4 separate regions of the Zea mays genome follow, and all the other regions are linked to region 4. Evidence: chromatin contacts called from public Hi-C data. All regions are on one chromosome and are shown on one strand. The core of a region is the stretch at or near the end of the contact, and the rest is flanking DNA. Distances in the headings are between cores, read along the strand shown.

Region 1 (5,172 bases), core at 1,632-4,131, 610 kb after region 4:
CTTTAATATGGTGCTCCACAAAATATTGTAACCTCATCAACATGTTGATTTGCGTCTATGCTTAAAACAAGCTCCTAATGCAGAACTACTAGAAGCGTCCTATTGATGTTACGATGATGCTAGAAGCACACACCAACTTGTAGTCTTGTACAAAAGAGGCCCCTCCAAATTAAGGGGTCATGGGCACCTCAATAATAAGGATAAGAGAGGGAAATTTCAAAAGGCTACCTAGGAATGACAACACTAGTGCCAATGGTCGTGGTAGTGGAAAATGCAAGGACAAATAGAACCCCTAAGGGTTGATTTGGTGATCCGGGATCCCGGGAGGATCGGAGGGGATTGAGGGGGAAATTAGTTCATTTCCCCCTCAATCCGCTCCGATCCTCCCGAGATCCCCTTGTCACCAAATTAGCTCTAAAAGAGCGATACAGGCGCCTCAAAGTATGCTAACGAATGCTATCTTGGGTGTAGGTATCCCATCAAATCACCACTAAATACACTTGTCTCTATATATCAGGAGTGACGCTAGATAGAGAGTGGATACAAAGTTCTTCCCGATTACGGAAACTACGGATCGGAGATAATACTTGATAAAAAAATTTATTTCTAAGGAACTCATTTACTAAAGTGCTAGAGGGTACTTTTTCCTTTTTGCTAAAATGTTAAAATAGGGAAATGCTTTTATAAAATTCCTGGAGATCCTGTTAGTACTTTTGTTATAGAATAAGTTAAATCCAAGATTTAATTAACTCATCATCGAAAAGTGAGTTTTGTTTTTTTGGGGCGTGGCGTGGGGAGTAAATTTATGTTGAAAATTAATAAATATCCACAATAAACAGTGTACTAATATCCAATTCATATGCTGCTCCCAGCAGGGCGGATCTAAGGGGGCTAAGGGGTCTCCACTCTCCACCTACATTTATGAAACTGCGTAGGAGAAGGATGTGGGGGGTAGGGGAGAAGGAAGGAGGAAGAAGAAAAAGAGAAAAAATAAAAATAAAACCCCTACTCTATTAGATAAAGAGGTCAGTGGCGGACGCAGAACAAAATTCTAGGTGGGGCCGACAGTGCAAGAGACAAATCACCAGACTAGACCATAAATATAGATTAATGATAATAATATGAATGTTAAATGATAATATCTAGTGTTTTCAAAATGATATGAATACCAAAAAAAACCTTTTTGGCTACCAAAAGGAGAGCTAGAGAGAGAAAATAGGTGGACTGACTGAGGATGAGGCACTAGGGCGGAGCAGCCGCATCAACGTGTCGTTCTGGCGAGTCATCGAATTTGTCGTGAGTTGGCGTTAGTGAGACGACGACAGCTAGGAGGAGCGAGTGCGGGAGGCAAGGTAGCGATAGATGACGGTGACGGCAAGCGACACCCATTGTCGTGTTGCAACCGCGCGGTGGGACTCTAATGAGTTAGCGAGGGACAGGTGACGCCACGGTCTCACCAACAACTTGCCCATCTGCTGGCGCGGACTAGGAGGCAAAATATCAACGTTGCCTGCAGGATCCTGACGAGTCGACGAGCTGATGAGTGATGAGAAGGTAAGGTGCGCTGCAGCGGGCGGATTAGGTCACCGACTTACTGGTCAGTCGATGACCGAAGAAGCGAGTGAGCCACGACTGGGCTTGCGCTAGGGAAGAGAATCAAATGGCTCAGGTGAAGAGTGGATTGAGCAGTGAAGTATCGACAGAAAAATAGATCAAAACCTAGTTTTCACTAGATTTGTTCACGCTAACTAAACAAAAATTTGTTTTATTTTGGCGTGTACCTAAACCTAGGTATAAGGGGTTAAAAAAATTGAGGTGGGGCCATGGCCCACCTTGTCCACCCCTTGGATCCGCCCCTGAAAGAGGTGGTGGATAGAGGACAAAGGAATAGAAAGAAGATAGAAATATAAAGCCTACTAGTTTGTGGTAAAATCAGTCATGTTTTAGTCCATTTCTGTATCCGTCGCTGGCTCCGAGTATAGATGTCCAATAAGCACGAAGCCCGTGAGCCCGGCACGAAGCCCGTTTTTTGGGCCCGGTCCGAGCCCGGCACGGCCCGGTTATATGCGGGCCCGGTCCGGCCCGGCACGAATAAGCGGGCCGGGCTCGGACAGGAAATTAGGCACGATGGGCTAGCCCGGCACGGCCCGTTTAGCTCTAAGCCCGTTAAGCCCGCTTTTTTACACTAAAACGTGCTTTTCGGCCCGCTTTTTTCGTGCTAAACGGGCCGGCCCGGCCCGTTTAGGCCCGTTGCGGGCCGGGCTCGGACAAGGAATTGAGCCCGCGTGCTTAGCCGGCCCGGCCCGGTTTTTTAATCGTGCCTGGCGGGCCGGGCCCAAAACGGGCCGGGCTTCACCGGGCCCGGGCCGGACCGGGCCGGGCGGCCCGTTTGGACATCTATAGCTCCGAGTTTATTTACGAATAGCCGCTTCACCTAAAAAAACACACTATGCGCACAAGCAGCGCGGCTATTAGTTTTATTACATTCGGATACTGCCGGATCGGCTCTCTGCCTGCACGCAAGCACGTATGGTATGGTCCTATATGATCCTATCTTATCCTATGCATGAGGAAAAAGGGGTATAGTGGTATTATAAAACTAACCGGCCGGCACATCAAATCAAGGCGTTCAACGGTCAGCCAAGAACTCAGCATAGGCTTCGCGAGCGTTCGATGGCGTCGTCAGCGCCGGGAATGGATAATGGCAGTGCAGTGGCGCTATATCTCAACGTAGCCAACAAGCGTCGGCCACCTTGATAGCTAGCTGGTATACTGGAGTAGTTGTACGTCGCTCGGTGTGCGTGCATGCAGTACTGTGCACACGCCGCGCAGTCTCATCTGGACAACAACGCAATTACGCCAGTCTCTTTCCCGTCACTTTCCCAGTTCACCCGCTCCGGGGTCGGGGGTGGCCGGTTGAGCGACCGGCACGACGGATCGAGATTGACACTGCACAGCACAGGCGTTCGCGCGCTGCTCGACGTGGGGGCGGACACCTCGGCGTGGCGTGGCGTGGTCGGCGTCGCGCGTCGGTCGCGCGGGAGAACGCGATGTGCCGCGTCGTACGGCGATGGCCGGTTCGTTGGGCTCTTGGCGTCGCTCTCCGTGGCGGATTTTCCGGGCAGTTATGGTGGTTGGCTGGACGGTTTGAACTCGTGCCCAGCCCAGGCACTGGCGGCAGGGAGTGAGGGAGATGCATGGGCGGCCGGGACACGGCAGCACCGGTCAAGGGTAAGCCTCCGGGGACTTGTAGCTGCGCGCCGCGCGGCGCTCTGGCGCCTACGGCAGCGAACCATTCGTTCACCCTCGGTTCCCTGCGGCCTGCGATTTTTGACTTTTTGGTTATGGTTATTACTACCCCAGCCTTTTGCGGTGTTTTCCGTCGACGACGATGGATGAACCGCCGTCACTGTTCATTGACGTTACCACGCAGCTACGAACAGGCAGACAGGTATCAAGATGCTCGTATCTATCAGGTAAAGCCGTGCTGCGTGGAAACAGCCGAAGCTTGAGCCCGCCCGCAGCCCACTAACAATGTTGGGCTGATTTTTGTCCTCAAGTCGGTTTAAGCTGAGAAAAAAAAAGGAACTGTTGGATTTTCATCTCGTCAGTATCCAGTGGGCCTTTTGATACGAAAGTGGAACTCGGTAGCCCAATTTGTTGTTCACTGCGTTCGTGGTAATACCACACCGGCTCCACCTTGAAGAGCAAAAACGTCACGGCATTGTCTATTTCCGATTTTCTGTGCTGTAAGCCCATGACTGGACCAGGAGTGTGAGGCCTGCCTGGTTGCCTTGCCTTCTTGCCTGATGGAACGGGCTGACACCACCCTCCCATCCATAAGCAAAGACAGATATGATGTTACTACTGCATTTGATTGGTGGGTAAGTAAAGATTGGAGTGATGGGAAGGGCTATCTGTTTCCTGTAGATGAGCTAGGCAAAGAACGTTATCAAGGAATATCTCTATCGTGTTCATAGCTCGTCTCGTATTGATGGATGAAGATACGAAACCTATGCTGAGTATTCTTCAGAAAATTGGTACAGCAGCCTTGCGCCTCACACTGCACAGCCAATTTCAGAGGCATCTTGGGCCTTGCAATTCGATAGCTGTTTGTTTTAACAGACAATAAGATTATAATTTCCATCTGATTCCAACTGTATGTGTAAACCATGAATTATGTGGCTGAGCTAATCGGATCATCTTCCTGCTGTACCTCTCCACAGAGTGGACTGACCCTCGGTTCAGAGGGCATCTTAGGACCACTGTCGTCGGACGCACCTTCAGAGGATTCTGAAGAACCCACAGATGAGTAGAAGCAGTTGACAAAACGCGCCGGATTTAAGACGTGCTGAAAAATGCGCCTGATTTGAGATATTGTAATCGCAGTTCATCATGCCCATTTTCCTTGAGGGGAAGGCATGGCAAATGTAAGAACCCTTCCATTTGTTCTTATCTCAGGTGAAGTGTGTAGGGAAGAACCTGAAAATGTAAAAAGGTTCTGAAGACGCCGAAACGGGAATGCATTTTGAGTCCCCTGTGAAAGTTATCCGAATATATATATTCTGCGATTTCGATGCGTATACTCAGCAGGGAACACGCAAAGCGTTCTGGATTGCAGATTTGCAGTCACGTTTCACTCGGAAAACCAAAGGCAAAGGACGTGTCAACAGCGAATCAACGCACGAAAGCGCCAAAGTTCCAAGCCAACAAGTTTTGCTGTTGCACACTTCTTGCACTGTGGTGGAGCGGATGGTTGCGCAACACTTGGCACGTAAAAAACAAAAGTTAGACTGAAAACCAGTTTGAGTTGGCCACAGCCCCTTGAGCACAGTGGCTGTGGCTGGCCGTGGCACAACAGGTGTCGTCCTATATAGCTGTTTCACCGAAACGTTCGATTTGCCGAAAAGGCAGAGGGGGAAGCAAAGCAACTTTTTTGCAACGTCGCAGGTTGACGATGGGGTGAACCCGTGTTCCATTTTTACGAAGGTTTGGCTGTGTGCCTGGACTGGCGGAGAGAGAGCTGCTGCTCCTCGCGGCCACTACTCGCACTCTCGATAGGCAGAGAGCGAGGAAGAGAAACGGTTCCTCGATAGACAGAGAGAGAGAACGAGAAACGGTTTTTAAAACAGTTTTGCTTGCACAACACAACTGTGTTCTTCCCTTTTGCTC
Region 2 (4,527 bases), core at 1,581-4,080, 670 kb after region 4:
ATACGAGTCCGGATAAGACAGCTGCTGAAGCACTCCAGTTAAATGCGCAGACGCAGCAGCTCACGGACTCCCTAAATACGCATTCGCATCCGAATGCCACTGGAGAAAGCCTGAGGCTGCCCACAGCGGGCGACCGCATGCCCGCGCTACCCGACTTAGCGTAAAAAAATGCTCCAGCGCGCAGGACTCTACCCGATACTGCATGCTCTGCGTTACGCCATTTCTAGCGCTCTCTCTCACCTACGCCAAACAGAGGCAGTGCAGCTGCAGCAGCAGAGGTGGGCCCGCGACTGCACGCTCTCTCCCACAATCGGTATGAAGTGCACGCAAGCACAGTAGAAAAAATAATATAATATGTGGTAGTTGGTATAGGGTTGGGATATAAAGTAAACATGAGTGCGGATGATTCTGGTATAGAGTAAAGAATTTTGCTAACCAGGACAGAATATTCTTTTTAGGGTAGAAATTTAGAGTAGTATGAGTGTGGATAGCCTCAACCGGCGACGCGGACAGGGGACGGGCGAGCTAGCGGCGGGGGCAACGGACCGCTGGTCCCGACGATCGAGAAAACAGCTACTAGTACCTGGCCGTCGTTTGTTGACCTCAGGGTCTAGAAGGACTCAAAACTGGCGGTGGTTTTGAAACGAACCAGTACCGAACATTTCTGGATCAATTTAATGCCGGCTGTCTTGATCTTCAAAGTGCACTTTTGGAGCGAGCAACGAGTTTTCCTAGGCCAAGAGAAAAAAAAGGTGGAGATATATACAAATCTGTCGAGATATTGTCACATATACATGGCTTGATATTTCTAAGATAATATGCGTTCGATTTATACGACATGTTAGTCTGTACCCTTTAAGAAAGAAAGACACAATACAACGCATTGTAGTAGTCTTATTGCTTTCATCAAAGCTTACTCTCTTTACAATGTAAAGACTTTCAAGTCCACAACTCAGGTACAACCACACGATAATAAATTACATGTCTGATTGTACTTGACTAAATAAGTCAAAACATCCAATTTAGTCTTTTTATCCATGTATTTTTAACAGATAAATCTTGAGTTTACACTTAACCCACATTCTTTAGCTTACATTTTAAGGCCTTTTTAAGGGAATCGTGTATCATAATGCACCCTTTAATGTTTTAAAGATACACTCGGAAAGTGCCTTACATTTGATATATATTAGGGAAAACAAGACCTTTGACCAATAATAAAAAACAAAGAAAACCTCACAGAGAGGTCTACAGAACTTTTGAGGTCTTCTTCCTTCAAAAAATACACTGATCACCAGAGATTCAAAAATACATTGCTGAGCTAGTACATGCATGTATATTTTCCTTATAACAGATTGTTACAATAGCCACTTGCTTCTTGTCACAAGATCCTGAAATTGATACAAGAGAATCACAGCTAGAGATACACCCCCAAACAATACATGCTTTTATTTCTACCCGTGGTTAGTTGAATAGAAGGCAGAATGTACCATATCTTGTTACAGAACTCAAGGACGATGCTGGATATATAATTTGTTCCTTCCATCCGTGTGGAACAATGTGAAACTCTTTCAAGAGGGGTAGAAAGAATTGACTCCTTTTACTAGTCTTTGGATCTGCTAAACCCTCGCCTCACTAGGTTGTCGCTGTTGCCGAAGGAAAACTGTCATCACCACCTCCTTGAATACGCTACGGCTTTGTTTGGGTACTCTAGGAATAAGAGGGAATGGAGCGGATTGAGATGTATCGTGAGAGTTTTTGACTTATTGGGGATTTAAATACTCTCTAATCCCTTCAAACCACTTCAATCCAAGAGTATCCAAACTAGGTCTACGGAGGCACCAAATCTCAAGATTTAAGAAGTTAAACCATGTCTGTCTCAAGATTTAAGAAGTTATTGTAGAGAACTTTGTTGTTGCCAGCAATGCCATTTACCACTTAGAAATAAATACCAAGAACCCCTGTCAGATCAGGTCCAGGACCTTAATTAATCTTCAATACACATTTCCCACCACAAGAAACCCATATTACCATTCATGTGACAGAAATCCTAGTCAAATAGAGGCCATATTATGCTGTGCAAGAGAGAACAAAAAACAAAGCAGAAAAGGCAAGAAACACAAACCTCCTTATTAGCTATAGGCATATGCTCCACGCCACCAAGGAGGCACCAGCATTTGTGCTAATTTTTTTGCTTGGTTTTCCATGTGCTCAAAACTCCACCGATCTCCACCGGAGCTGGCCTTTACATGCGTCCACACTAGCTATAGTTGGCTCGTATTTTCTACGCTCAAATCAGTAGCCCGGCCTTCCCCCTTTTTTTTTTCCTCAAGCCGGTCCCACGTCCCGCGCGCCGAGCGCGTGCCCCGCGAGCTCTGCTGCCTCCATGCCCATGGTGCGGTGCGAGTGCGAGTGAGCTAGCCGGGGACAGGGGCCCAGGCGATGGAGTCAACCAGTCAAACTCCCTCCTACTTACCCGTGTACGCTAGCCGATCGATTAATTAGCTGTTAACTAAAATATAATAATCCCCAGTAATTAATCCACCATGCATCCAGTCTGAAAAAAATAATTAATCGCCTCCGATTAACCCCTGAACTTTTGGCTTTAATAGAAGGGGGACGAAATGAAAAGGGATAAACTAATCTCCCTGGTTGCGGCGTGCTCCCCCCCAACATGCTCCTTTCTTCCCACCCAAGTCCACCAGCCTACCTCCCTTTCTCCTGGCCGGGCCGGCTCGCTCCGTCCGTCTGCGTCTCTCGTCTATATAAGCCAGACCCCTCCTCTCCCGCCCCGCCCCACCTCATCTCACTCTTCTTCCTCTTCCTTCCTGGCCTGCCTTCTCTTCTCCCGCCTTCTCCTCCTCCCAGCACAGCAGCAGCTGTGACCACATCACCACACACACACACATATATACTTGGTCATCATCCAGCTTCCAGCAGCCAGCTGCCCGCCGATCAACGTGTAGGCGGTTCAAAGGGAAATCTGCTGATGGACATGGCGCACGAGAGATCAGACGCCAGCAGCGAGGAGGAGGTGATGGCCGGCGAGCTGCGGCGCGGGCCTTGGACGGTGGAGGAGGACCTCCAGCTGGTCAACTACGTCGACGCGCACGGCGAGGGCCGCTGGAACTCGCTCGCCCGATCAGCAGGTGTGTGGGAAGCTAGCTAGCTAGGAATAGGATATATATGCATATACATGTAGGTAGGTAGCTAGCTAGCTTTGCATCATCGTGAGTTGAGCAACAACTAACAGCCACAATTCGTAGCCGCCGCCTCGCTCGCTCATGGGTTCTATCCTATCACATCGCGCGCCCACAGATCACCGCCAAGAGATGCTCCAGCTTTACTTGCGCATATCGTTTTCTTCTCCGCGTTGCCGTACAAGCCTGGGCACTCGTGGTGGCACGTGCACGTTCATGCTAATATATGGAAACAGATAGGCTAGCTGCTAGGTAGGAAACCATCCCAGCTAACCAGAGCCGCCTACGCTGATGAGTGAGAAAGAGATCGAGCGAGATAGTACTTTTTAGTGGTTATTAAGCATCATTCGTTCCCGGCCGTAGTATATGCAGCTTGCCATCACATATACACATTACACACTCTCATGTCTCGTCTACATCACTAATCAGCAGCTAGCAATGGCGTCGTGTGGATTACTAAATACGTTCCTGCCTATGATATGATATGATGCACAGGTCTGAAGCGCACTGGCAAGAGCTGCCGCCTCCGGTGGCTGAACTACCTCCGGCCCGACCTCCGGCGCGGCAACATCACGCCGCAGGAGCAGCTGATGATCCTGGAGCTGCACTCGCGCTGGGGCAACCGCTGGTCCAAGATCGCGCAGCACCTCCCCGGGCGCACCGACAACGAGATCAAGAACTACTGGCGCACGCGCGTGCAGAAGCACGCCAAGCAGCTCAAATGCGACGTCAACAGCCAGCAGTTCAAGGACGTGATGCGCTACCTCTGGATGCCCCGCCTCGTCGAGCGCATCCAGGCCGCCGCAGCCAACAATAACGCCAGCGGCGCCGGGGTTCCGCCAGCTGGCGCCGCCGCGGACGACACGCCGCTCTCGTCGTCGTGGCAGCACGGCGGCGGCGCCGACGACGACGGCGGCCTCTACGCGTCGCCGGAGCTGCCCACGGACGCCTGCTGGCCTCCCGCAGACTGCTACTACTACCCAGCCGCCGCTGACCACCAGCTACTGAACAACCCCGCCGCCGCCGCCGTCTTCCCGGACCTGTCAAGCACCACGGCCGGGTCGTCCTCTCCGTCCTCGGATTCCGGCGCGGGGACAGCACAACCCTGGCCCGCGCCGCTGGGTGGCGCAGAGTGGTTGACCACCGGCGCCTGCTGCGACGCCTCCAGCGCCGCCGCCGCCCTGGGCGGGCAGCAGCAACAATCGTGCCTGGTCGGGGAGACGTCGTGGGCGTCATCCGAGCTCCCCGAGCTGGGCGTCGCGGACTTCGAGATCGGCAGCTTCGACGTGGAGAGCATCTGGAGCATGGACGACAGCCTGTGGTTCACGCA
Region 3 (5,086 bases), core at 2,547-5,046, 520 kb before region 4:
TAGTTTAGACGTCTATTGATCCAAATAACCCCTAACACCAAACATGAGAGAGAGAGAGGATGTAGTTGGTAATTATTGATGCCATGTCTTGCTTAGACTCTACCTCTAACCCAAAATAGATGATCTTATAGGTTCAAATTTTTATGTTAAAAAATTCTTGTGTTCTCGCTTTTCAGTACAAATTTCTCCTTTTCAATACACCTTTCTTTTTTCAGTACATTTATATCTCTACTCTTTGAGAAGTATTTAGGTCGTTTGGCTTTTGTGTTAATCTCTGTGAAAGATTCTAGAACATCAAGTTATATGGGACAAATGAAGTAATTATTGTATACCATTTGGTGTTTAAGCAATTCAGAGTGGTGTGTTTGGAAACTACAATGAAAGAGGCGTGGGATAACTTTTGGGAGTTGATTGAAGGAATTAAGGTGGAAATTTGACTTTTAGATCTAATATATTGTTTGGTTAGAGGGGGGAAATAAGAATTGAGTTGAAGAGACGATAAGAAGTTGAAGAGAGAAATCATATCACATGTTTGGTGTGTGAGTTTTCGGAATAAAAAATTAAATGACCATTTATGATGTAGGGTGATGAACCATTCATCTTTCATTAAGTGAACAATTTTCACTCAATTCTCGTCCGCCGAGGAAGTGATTAATGCTCTCCAAACTTTGTCCTTATCATTTCGTCATTTGGTTGTCTCTTCCTCCTCATTTGAGGACTTAGGTATGAAACAGTACAAGACATCCGTAGAATCCAATCCACTGTTTCAAAGGGTTTGATATCTAATATGATTTGAATCATCTAAAAATTTCATCAATTTTTCTTTTGTTCCAATGGGTCTAACGCCTTAACTTGTCTAAGTCAAAACATATATTACAAAAGTCTATGCATGGCCAACCGATGAATTGTAAATTTTAGACTCTACAGGTTGAAATTAAAAATATTTGACTTTCCGTTTTATTTGGTTATGCTTTAGTTCTAAAAGTGTATATGTATTTAGAGCTAAGTATCCATGACTCGAGAGAAACCTTAGATGCGTAGTTAGAGGTATTATTATGTATGTAGATATGCATAGTTAGAGATATGTTTAAAATTTAAACAAAATATTTTGTTTACAGCTGAAACTAAATTTAAATATTGAAATTATTTTAGTTTAATATATGAACTACAGATACAAACAAAATATTAAGTCGGAGTTGTGTCCTTAAAACTTGTGGTTCTTGTCCACGTTGTTCGTGACGAGAATTTATTTAGAAACAAGAGAAATAGAGGGGATAAAAAGGCTAAAATTCTATCTAGGACTTATTTAGTTAGGGTAACCAAGGGTATTAAATTCTACTTGTTTAGTTAGAGTTACATTGAAGGAGATTAAATTCTACATAGTCAAAATTAAATGGACAAAGATTTAATATTTGTCAATCCCCGGCCTTACTATTCAGATATCCTTATTATTGAATAGTATAAGGCTCCGTTTGTTTCGTTGGAATTGAATTCCATTTTAGGGCTTGTTCGTTTACGTCGGATTGCACTCGGAATCGTTCCAGCTAATCAAAGTTTATATAAATTAAAGAAGCAATCCGGCTAGGAAACGTTCCGACCCACCAATCCGACATAAACGAACAAGGCCTTAATAATTATAATTTAAATAAAACTAATTAAGTTAATATATTTATATATTATCCTAAATTATATGAGAGATATAGTTATATACTATATTTATGTTATAGCGAAACAAGTAGAAGAGTGTGATATAAGTTGTACATCGAAAAAATAGCATGTAAATCTATAGAATCAATTTTCATCTCTCACCATATGAATTTGAGATAGACTTATATGATAATTTTGGAAGTGGTGGAATGTCACATTTTTTAAAAAATAGCCTATTTTATTAGTAAGTTTTCAATTTCTCAAAATGAAATAAAACAAACGGGTATAAGAGTATTTCAGTCCCTTCAATCCTCTCTATTCTATTTCCCTTGCTAAGCCCTGAATTGTTACTCCAACCGCCGTGGAGCACACAAAATATTGTTGATATTGTTTGCAGGGAGACAATTGTGCCGACAGCTCTTGCTTGTCGATGGTCATATACTCATATTCTTGAGGGGGTGACATTTGCACGTTCCTTTTTTTAACATACACAAACTTTGAATCACCCTCTTTGCAAAATAGAGAGAGAGAAGGGGCGGGGTCTGCTTTGTCTAGTTTCCTTCCATTTTTTTAACTTGTGTTCAGATTTTAACCCCCCCCCCCCCCCCCCCCCCCCCCCCCCCCCCCCCCTCATTGCCGGGAGTTTCATAGGAACATTAATTTATTTTCTCTCTGTTTCAATACATATATAAATGATATCCTGAATATATATACGTTAATCGACGAGCAAGCCATTGCAGAAACGAAGTGTTGGATTAAAATTAGCATTGGTATTTCGATTTCGAATCAAGAAAACAAAAGTAACATGCGAATATGTAGTAAGCTTCGGCATGTAATGAAGGAATAAAAAGAAGAAGGAAGAAAAGAAGACATCTGTATGACTGTATCATATTAGTTTGTCGAAGTAAAGGCATCAATTGCCTTCCTTCCACTGAGTGATCAATTTACAAAAAATGGAAGAACCTGATAGATCCAAATCTGCCTGCATCTACCACCTCCTCCGGCACGGCGGCGGCGCCAGCCGAGAAGGCGTCGTGGTACTCGGTGCTGCAGGACGCCGGCTTCTGCTCCACGGCGCCGGCGCCCCACGGGTACGTCTCAGACCGCCGCAGCACGGGCGGGTTGCTGACTTCCGGCGGCGTGCCTCGCCGCGCCGCCGCCGCCGCCGCGCTGGAAGAGGGCGAGCCGCCGCTGGCATTGGTGGTGGCGGCCGCCGCCGCCGCCGTCCCGGACGAGGAGTCGAAGCAGATGGAGACGGCCTTCCCGGACGAGGTCTGCAGCTGGAACTCGGAGGGGGAGAGCGGGAGGAACGCGCTGTTGCACGAGTGGTCGTTGTAGTACGTGACCGCGTACAATGGCGGGTCGCTGTGGTCCTTCTGCTGCACCTGCTTCGTGGCCGGGCAGTTCATGTTGTCCTTGTACGTGCATCTGTAGTAATACCTGCAGCGGGACAAGAACCTGTGAGCGAGTGAAAACGAACATTTTTGCTGGGATTCGACCCGCCGATAGTGGATGCGGAGAATGGGAGGAAGTTACCAAACATTCAAGTCAAAGGAGGCTGGCTAATAAAAGCCGGGTTCTTCGCTGGCGAGGATAGATTTGTCACCCCCCGGTAAAGTAAAACAAACAAAACATGTAGAATCCGGCCGGACCTGGGGAAGTTGGTGTTGTTGATCTTTTTCTCGCCGTACTTCCTCCATTGGTGGCCATCGTTGTGCGGCGCGAAGGTGTCCACCTTCCTCATCCGCTTCTCCTTCCTGCCAAGATTCCCCGCAAGAAAGAAAAAAAAAAAGAAGACGAAATCAGGCGCCGCCTTCCAAACCGAACCGCGCAGGTGCAGAGATCACAGGCGAACCCGGCCGCAGCTAGTTACCTCGAATTGATCTGCGAGTGATGCGAACTCGGCGCCGGAGACATTGTTTGGCTGCGGTGGAGGAAGGGGTCAAGAAATGCAGGTGCGGGACCGGAGAAGAGGGGTGGCGAAGAAGACGCGGGCAGGCGGCCGGCCGTGGGAGGACGGAGCAGACAGCAGGTTGCAGGCCAGAGCGCTTTTAATTCGGAAGCGTACTTGACTAGACACCACCACACCAGGGCAAGGCAAGCAGAGGAGCATCACGAAGAGAGAAGGGGCGGGAGAGAGAAGTCCATTAATAATTGACACCTCGCGGCCATATAAAACTCTCCAGAACCGAGACCGAGAACGATGCAAAGATTATCTTGGCCTCCGGGCGTATCGCTGTCACGTGCCCGCGCCCACCGACGGGCGACCTGATGAGAAATTTCTGCGCGCCTTCTTCTGAGGCCCCCAACTCAACACTGCCGGAGCCTGAGCTGCGTACAAGTGGCCTCGGAGGTTGTGTGGCGCGTATTTGTTTATTGCATAAGCACCGTCATTAATCTCACAGCTTGGGCTACTTGTATTATATAGTATTTGTTTACCTAAATATCCCTCTCTTCGGCCGGACCGGTTCAAAATCTTGTTTCCAGACCAGAACGGAACAAGTTAGAGCTTAGAAGTGGTGATAGCAATGATAATGATAATAATAATAATAATAATAATAATAATAATAATAGTAATAATAATAGTAGTAATAATAATAATAAAGAAAAGAGGCAGGACTGGTATTTCTTTTGTTATAAAATAGTCGACATTCTTTTTGATCAAATAAATAAAAAGTTTATTATTTATTGTATATGACTCGTATTGTTTAAATTGCTCGCTGAATTTATTTTTACAACAAATTTATTTAAAAACAAGTAATACTAATAATTTATATAGATTTAGTTAAATTTAAAATTCTTTGAGTGATACGAACATTATAGTGGTACTAATTATTTTAAGGGAGAGGTTATCCTTGCCCTACCAGCTGGGCTTGACCTGATTGATGCGTTTCCCTGGCGAGGCCAGTGGAATCGTCTCCGTTGCTTGGAAGGAGGGCAACTGGGAGCTGCTCGCGCGCGCGGCGCGCTTCCCAATGGTCACCCGAAACGAGAGAATTCTACCGTGTTCCGATGGAGGAATCCCAATCGCATGCCTGGTTTTTTTAAGAGAAAAATTCTTATATACCACCAAAACTTATTATTTTTTCCTTATGTACCATTTAAAAATATGAGCTCATCTCAATGCCGCTGCCCACTGGTTTTATATTTTCGGTTCCTTTAGCTGTCATTGCCGTTAGATCCCGTCAAAATATCCGTTTACTTGCGTGCGCATATCGCTGCAAGAAAAAAAACAAAGTAACGCCGAATGCTCCTATCCCGCGCCGTTGTGGCCCTGTAGGCTTCTCAGGCCTCGCCATTATGGGGGACTACCAAGCAGAGTGCAAAAATCGGTATTTTAAATGAATACGGACGCCATTCTAGAACTGTACAACTATTGACCTCGGCAGTGCCACACTTAAACCGATGGCAACGAAGAAAACTCATGATTTCGAATGCC
Region 4 (4,644 bases), core at 1,230-3,729:
GCTGTGAGTAGGCTAGGCACAGAGAATTTTCAATCAGCTGGCTTCCTATCCTAGGCTCCTCTCTAGTCCTCCTCCCCGCCTGCGGCCCTGCACTGCGTGCGCGCTAACTCCCACGCATTTTACGAGTATCGTTCTTGCCCATCTCTCGCTCGGTTTGCCCTCCTTCGATTTTCAGAGCTCCAACAGAAACTATGCTGAAATTCAAGCAAAAAAACGAGGCATGGTTCAAGAAACCTCGCTTAAAGTGTTAGTGTGCACGCTACAATATTTTTTTAAATGTTGACTAGCAACCTTTTTTTTCCTTCATGCCAAATATGGATGCTAATATACCCACAGATCCATCATTGCTGTCATTAATATACCACAGTGCTACTCACAGTACCTATCAGAGTTGAATCCAAGTGAGCCCGCCAGCGTACTTGGCAGTTGCTTCTCATCACTTTCATATTGATTGTTATTACTCCACCTACAACTGACGCCGCGGCGAATCCGTTCTTTTAATACTACCACGATCGTCAGTCAGGTGGGGGTAGCTACCCAGGCGAGCTGTACCCGCGACTACTGACATCTATGGCGCAGCCACAGCAGCAGAGCCAGTTATTAATTCCTCACAGCTCAGAGACCTTGACCTGCCAAATTCAAGCACATGCGATGCGACGCCACGCGACAAAAGAAACAAAAAACAAGGAAGAAGAAAAAAAAAGCACATGCCGAATTCACAGCATCAGAAGCACAGTCTCTTCCTGCACCCGCCGCCGCCGGCCCCGTGCCCGGCCTGCGCCTGCTGCTGCTGCATCATCTCGGCAACGAGGTCGCCCACCAGGTCCTGCACGATGGCACGCTCCAGCGCGGCCGCGACCCTGCCGCGCTCGTCGTCGCCCGCGCCTGCCTGCTGCTGCCGCACCCACATTATTGCCTCCCCGACGCTCTCCGCCATCGCGCGGCTGATCACCCGCCCCGCCGCCGCGGCCTCCTGCTCCCACCGCCGCCGGTGGTGCCGCCAGCTCTCCGCCCCGGCCGACCTCGGCATGCCCACCGCCAGCGGCACCGGGTAGTAATGGACGGCGTGCAGCGGCAGCTCACCGCCTGGTTTGATCTTGCAGTAGTCGCCTGCACGTACGGAAGCGCACGATTGAAGTTACGTGGCACATACCCCATTGCTGATTGGTCAAGGAGAAGACATACGGCAGATCATGTGACTTTGGCGCATATCGTGAGTCGTGACAGCGACATGTATGCTACGTACGTGCGTACGTACCGGAGAAAACAAGGGTTCGGGAGGGCTTCACGATCTTCGATCCGACGGCACCGCAAGCGCCCCCCTTGCCACCCACATCGAGATCCGTGCATGGAGACGGCCGCTTCCTGCATGGGAACCTCGGGGAGCTGATGGCGTCCAGCACCGAGTCCGGGCTGGGGTGCTGCTGCTGCTGCGTCGGCGGCGATGGGGACGGCGACGGCGACTGTTCGACGTGTTCGTTGTCGCGGGCGAACGTCCCCGTGGCGCCCTTGCCCGCATGCGCCGTCGTCTTCGCTGCAGCCGGGCAGACCTCGGACGCGGAGGCCGCGCGCATCTCCGCGGCGCGGACGGCCGCGATGATCCGGCGAAGCGTCTTGAGGTCCTCGTCGCACTTCTCCAGCGCGCCCAGCAGCTTCCGCCGCTTCTCCGCGGCTGTCTCCGGCGCCGCCGCCGGCGGCGGCGGAGGCGGACGACTCGGGACGACTGGCCGCAGCAGCGTCGCGGCGGGCGAGGACGGCGCGGACTCCTCCAGGCCCATGAGGCGGGCGATGATGGCCGGCGGCGGCGCCCGGGGGCTGTCGCAGCTGGAGCGCCGGTGCTCCGGCGCGATCGTCGGGCTCCGCGGCGCGTCGCAGGAGCGCCGCCGCCGAACAGCGGTCGTCATCAGCTGCTGCACCGTCGGCTTCGTCGGAGAAGCCGCGGGCGAAGCTGAAGGCTGCTGGGCCGCCGCCTTCTTTCTGGGCGACGACGAGGACGGCGGGGGTGGCGGTGCTTGGGAGGCCCGCGCTGCTGGCGCGTTCTTGGCGGTGAGGCGCTTCCGGTGGTGGCTCCGGTGGTACGGCGAGATGAGGCGGAGGAGGCCGGCCATGCACCCAATGCCACCGCTCCGCCTCTGTGCGGGGGAGCACGTGGAGGGTGCCCGCCGGTTGGCGGCGGGCTCCGGCTGCGGCTGCGGTGGCTGCATAGCCTCTGTGTTCCCTGAGCCGTTTGTTCAGCCGAGCGGGAGCAGCGAAGCACGGCGTGTGGGGGCGTGCCGCGGCATTATAATTGGAGGCGCGCGTGGAGGGCGCAATATAATGACGGCATCGCCCCTGTCGCTCCGGCCCTCCCCGCGGCGATGGCAAGGGCAGCTCAGGGTTTCATCTCGTGCGAGCTTTGCTAGGGGAGGCGACAAAAGCTGTGGACTGGTGGTGGTGGGGTGGGGCAGTATCCGAGTTGAACTGCACACTCCGCTGCGCGCGCTGCGGTGGCCGCTAGCCGCGTGCCTTCCTGTACTACTGCTGCTGCCTTCTGGCTGATGTGTATTAATAAGGTGTTTGTTAATTAAAGCGCTTGTGGAGCGTAGTGTACTACACATACTGTCCAGTACTGTATGGAGATTAAGGAATAATGGCCGCAATCATGTCGTTGGGAAACTTTGGATTAATTATCTGGTCAGTGTCGATGTTGTTGTTTGGGAATGGGAAGCATATATGTTGTTAATTAAGGATGGCATTGGCACTGGCACTGGCACGTAGCCACATCCTGGACCCTCCTCTCCCGTTGCAGCGTTGCTTTAGCTTCAAGTTTACATCTGGTCTGCCATCGCATATATGTGCCGTTTTCCTCTTCCCCGTCAGATTCCAAACAATGACGTCTCGGGAAACGCAAGAACAAACAGATAGCTTCCATGCTACTTCAGCCTCTTTCCGGATTAAAGTACTGCACCCAAAGCCTCTAATGGTGGGGTTGGGTTGGTGGTCATTTGTTAGCTTTGATCATCTGCTACGTATAGATGCCCCCTGTGCTAGCTGTGGTATCCGGGGTCAGGCGGGAAAGCATTGTTGCACGCGCTGTAGGGACAGCAGGCAGAGTGAGTACTAGCTAGCCAGTACACTAACCACAGCCCACTACTAGGCTTAGGCGGCATGCATGCAGAGAGTGGAGCAGAGCAGCGGAGCACAGGGCGAGGAGGCGGTAGCGTTTAGCGCCGCATTTAAAGACGACCGGCGGAGAATGGTGGGAGATCCATCGGGCAAAAGTAAAAGAGGCCATGCAGAAGGAAAAGAAAAGGGCGCATCCATCCATCCATCACTCCGAGGTCGAATCCTAGGCACTGCAATGCGCTGCGCCTCGTGAGACACCCCACGTGGCGACCCCATGCGCGCTACGCGCACACGCACACCAGAGCCGCGGGCCGCGGCCAGAGAGGCCGCCAGGCACTGGTCGACGGTCGTCGTCTAGTCCTCTGGCCGGGGACACCGACGCACTGTGCCTGTTCTGTGCGCGTCGTTCGCAACGGGCACTGCCTGTTCACAGCCCAGCTCTTGGCGCTGCGCGCGCGCGCGGCGGATCGCACTCGGGAGCGAGCATGCTTGCGCGCGTTCACGTTCACGTACCTACTCGCATCATCGTTTTGCGCCGCGGCGGTGTCGTGTTGGGGGCGAGCGACGCAGATGGCGGATGCGGGCGGGCGTTGGCCCTGCCGCCGGCGGCACAGGAAACTGCTGTCGCTAGCTGCGGCGCGCGGGTGCGTGCCCACGGTGTCCACTAGCGCTCGGCGCTGACGGCCTGGTTGTGGCTGGCGGAACGGACGTGACTGCCTATATATATACTCCGTCCTGCTAGTATATATATACCCTAATAATGCATGGCTCTCTGTTACTCTATCGTACGTCTCGCTTGTCACTGCGGGCGTGCCCCGCGCTGTCCGCTAGCGCTCGGCGGCGACGGCCCGGTCAGCGGAACGGACGTGCCGGGCTCGCCGCCTAAGGGCTAATTTGGTGATTAGGGATCCCAAGGGGATCCATGGGGGAGGAATCTCCTTCCAATTTAATTTTGAATAGCAAGAGGTTTTCTTTCCCTGGGGATCCCCAGTCACCAAATCAGCCCTAACGGATTCCAATTCCTCATCTCGCCTCACCGCGCTTCCATCAATCCAATTAAGCTCTTCAGGTAAAAGCAAACTGTTTGAGGTCCATTCAGCGGCGTGGGATAACAGTATCGCAGCGATAATTGCAGCGTAGACTGCCTGTTCACTACAACAGCTACAGTCATTTTCGGCGGCCAGAAGCCGCCGAAAATAGGCCAGTTCCCGCCGAAAATAGGACAGTTCCCGCCGAAAATAGGCCAGTTCTCATAATCCATACCGAGACCTTTGATAATTGTCTTTGATTGGTACATGTCTTTAGGCAACTTATTGGGCTTTGGGAGCACATCTCCTAATAACTTTAAAATCTCATTGTAACAATTGTTCGAGAAAAAGTACTTGGACTTAATGGACATGAGCCGAGTCACAAAAGCGAGTATACTCACATCTGTGTGTTCATGCAACGGCTCTTCAGAGTCTTTTAGTAGTTTAAAAAATCTGGAAACCTCTGGTGTGGCAGGATCCTCGGAGCTTAGGTTGAATTCTGGACGTAGCG

The links. A called contact is a pair of places that touch in the nucleus more often than the background predicts.
Region 1: a Hi-C map of tassel shows a contact between it and region 4, with 2.8 times the contacts expected there. The contact joins the enhancer-like site here to the promoter of LOC100277702 in region 4. A contact is called at or near these places in 3 of 25 Hi-C or Micro-C datasets (bundle sheath, ear and tassel).
Region 2: a contact with region 4 is called in a Hi-C map of ear, with 1.9 times the contacts expected there. The contact joins the promoter of LOC100274036 here to the promoter of LOC100277702 in region 4. A contact is called at or near these places in 3 of 25 Hi-C or Micro-C datasets (bundle sheath, ear and tassel).
Region 3: a contact with region 4 is called in a Hi-C map of tassel, with 3 times the contacts expected there. The contact joins the promoter of LOC100280812 here to the promoter of LOC100277702 in region 4. A contact is called at or near these places in 2 of 25 Hi-C or Micro-C datasets (ear and tassel).

Annotation. Positions count from the first base shown.
Region 1 is chr1:51,362,505-51,367,676 of Zm-B73-REFERENCE-NAM-5.0, reverse strand. No RefSeq gene overlaps it. Among protein-coding and RNA genes, the nearest start is that of LOC100274036, 65 kb to the right of the region's middle. Within about 2 kb of position 2,881, at least 19 of the 20 cell types and tissues checked have an H3K27ac peak or open chromatin away from gene starts, as enhancers often do. A contact at or near this core is called in bundle sheath, ear and tassel, where this site is marked.
Region 2 is chr1:51,298,463-51,302,989 of Zm-B73-REFERENCE-NAM-5.0, reverse strand. LOC100274036 reads left to right here and starts at 2,830. Exons shown (of 2, transcript NM_001148419.1): 1 at 2,830-3,146; 2 at 3,693-4,527. The coding sequence starts at 2,987.
Region 3 is chr1:52,488,199-52,493,284 of Zm-B73-REFERENCE-NAM-5.0, reverse strand. It overlaps LOC100280812 (WRKY55 - superfamily of TFs having WRKY and zinc finger domains), which reads right to left and starts at 3,796. Exons shown (of 3, transcript NM_001411377.1): 1 at 3,521-3,796; 2 at 3,300-3,404; 3 at 2,413-3,087. The coding sequence starts at 3,564. The coding sequence ends at 2,592.
Region 4 is chr1:51,971,483-51,976,126 of Zm-B73-REFERENCE-NAM-5.0, reverse strand. LOC100277702 reads right to left here and starts at 2,479. Exons shown (of 2, transcript NM_001151203.2): 1 at 1,259-2,479; 2 at 396-1,110. The coding sequence starts at 2,204. The coding sequence ends at 725.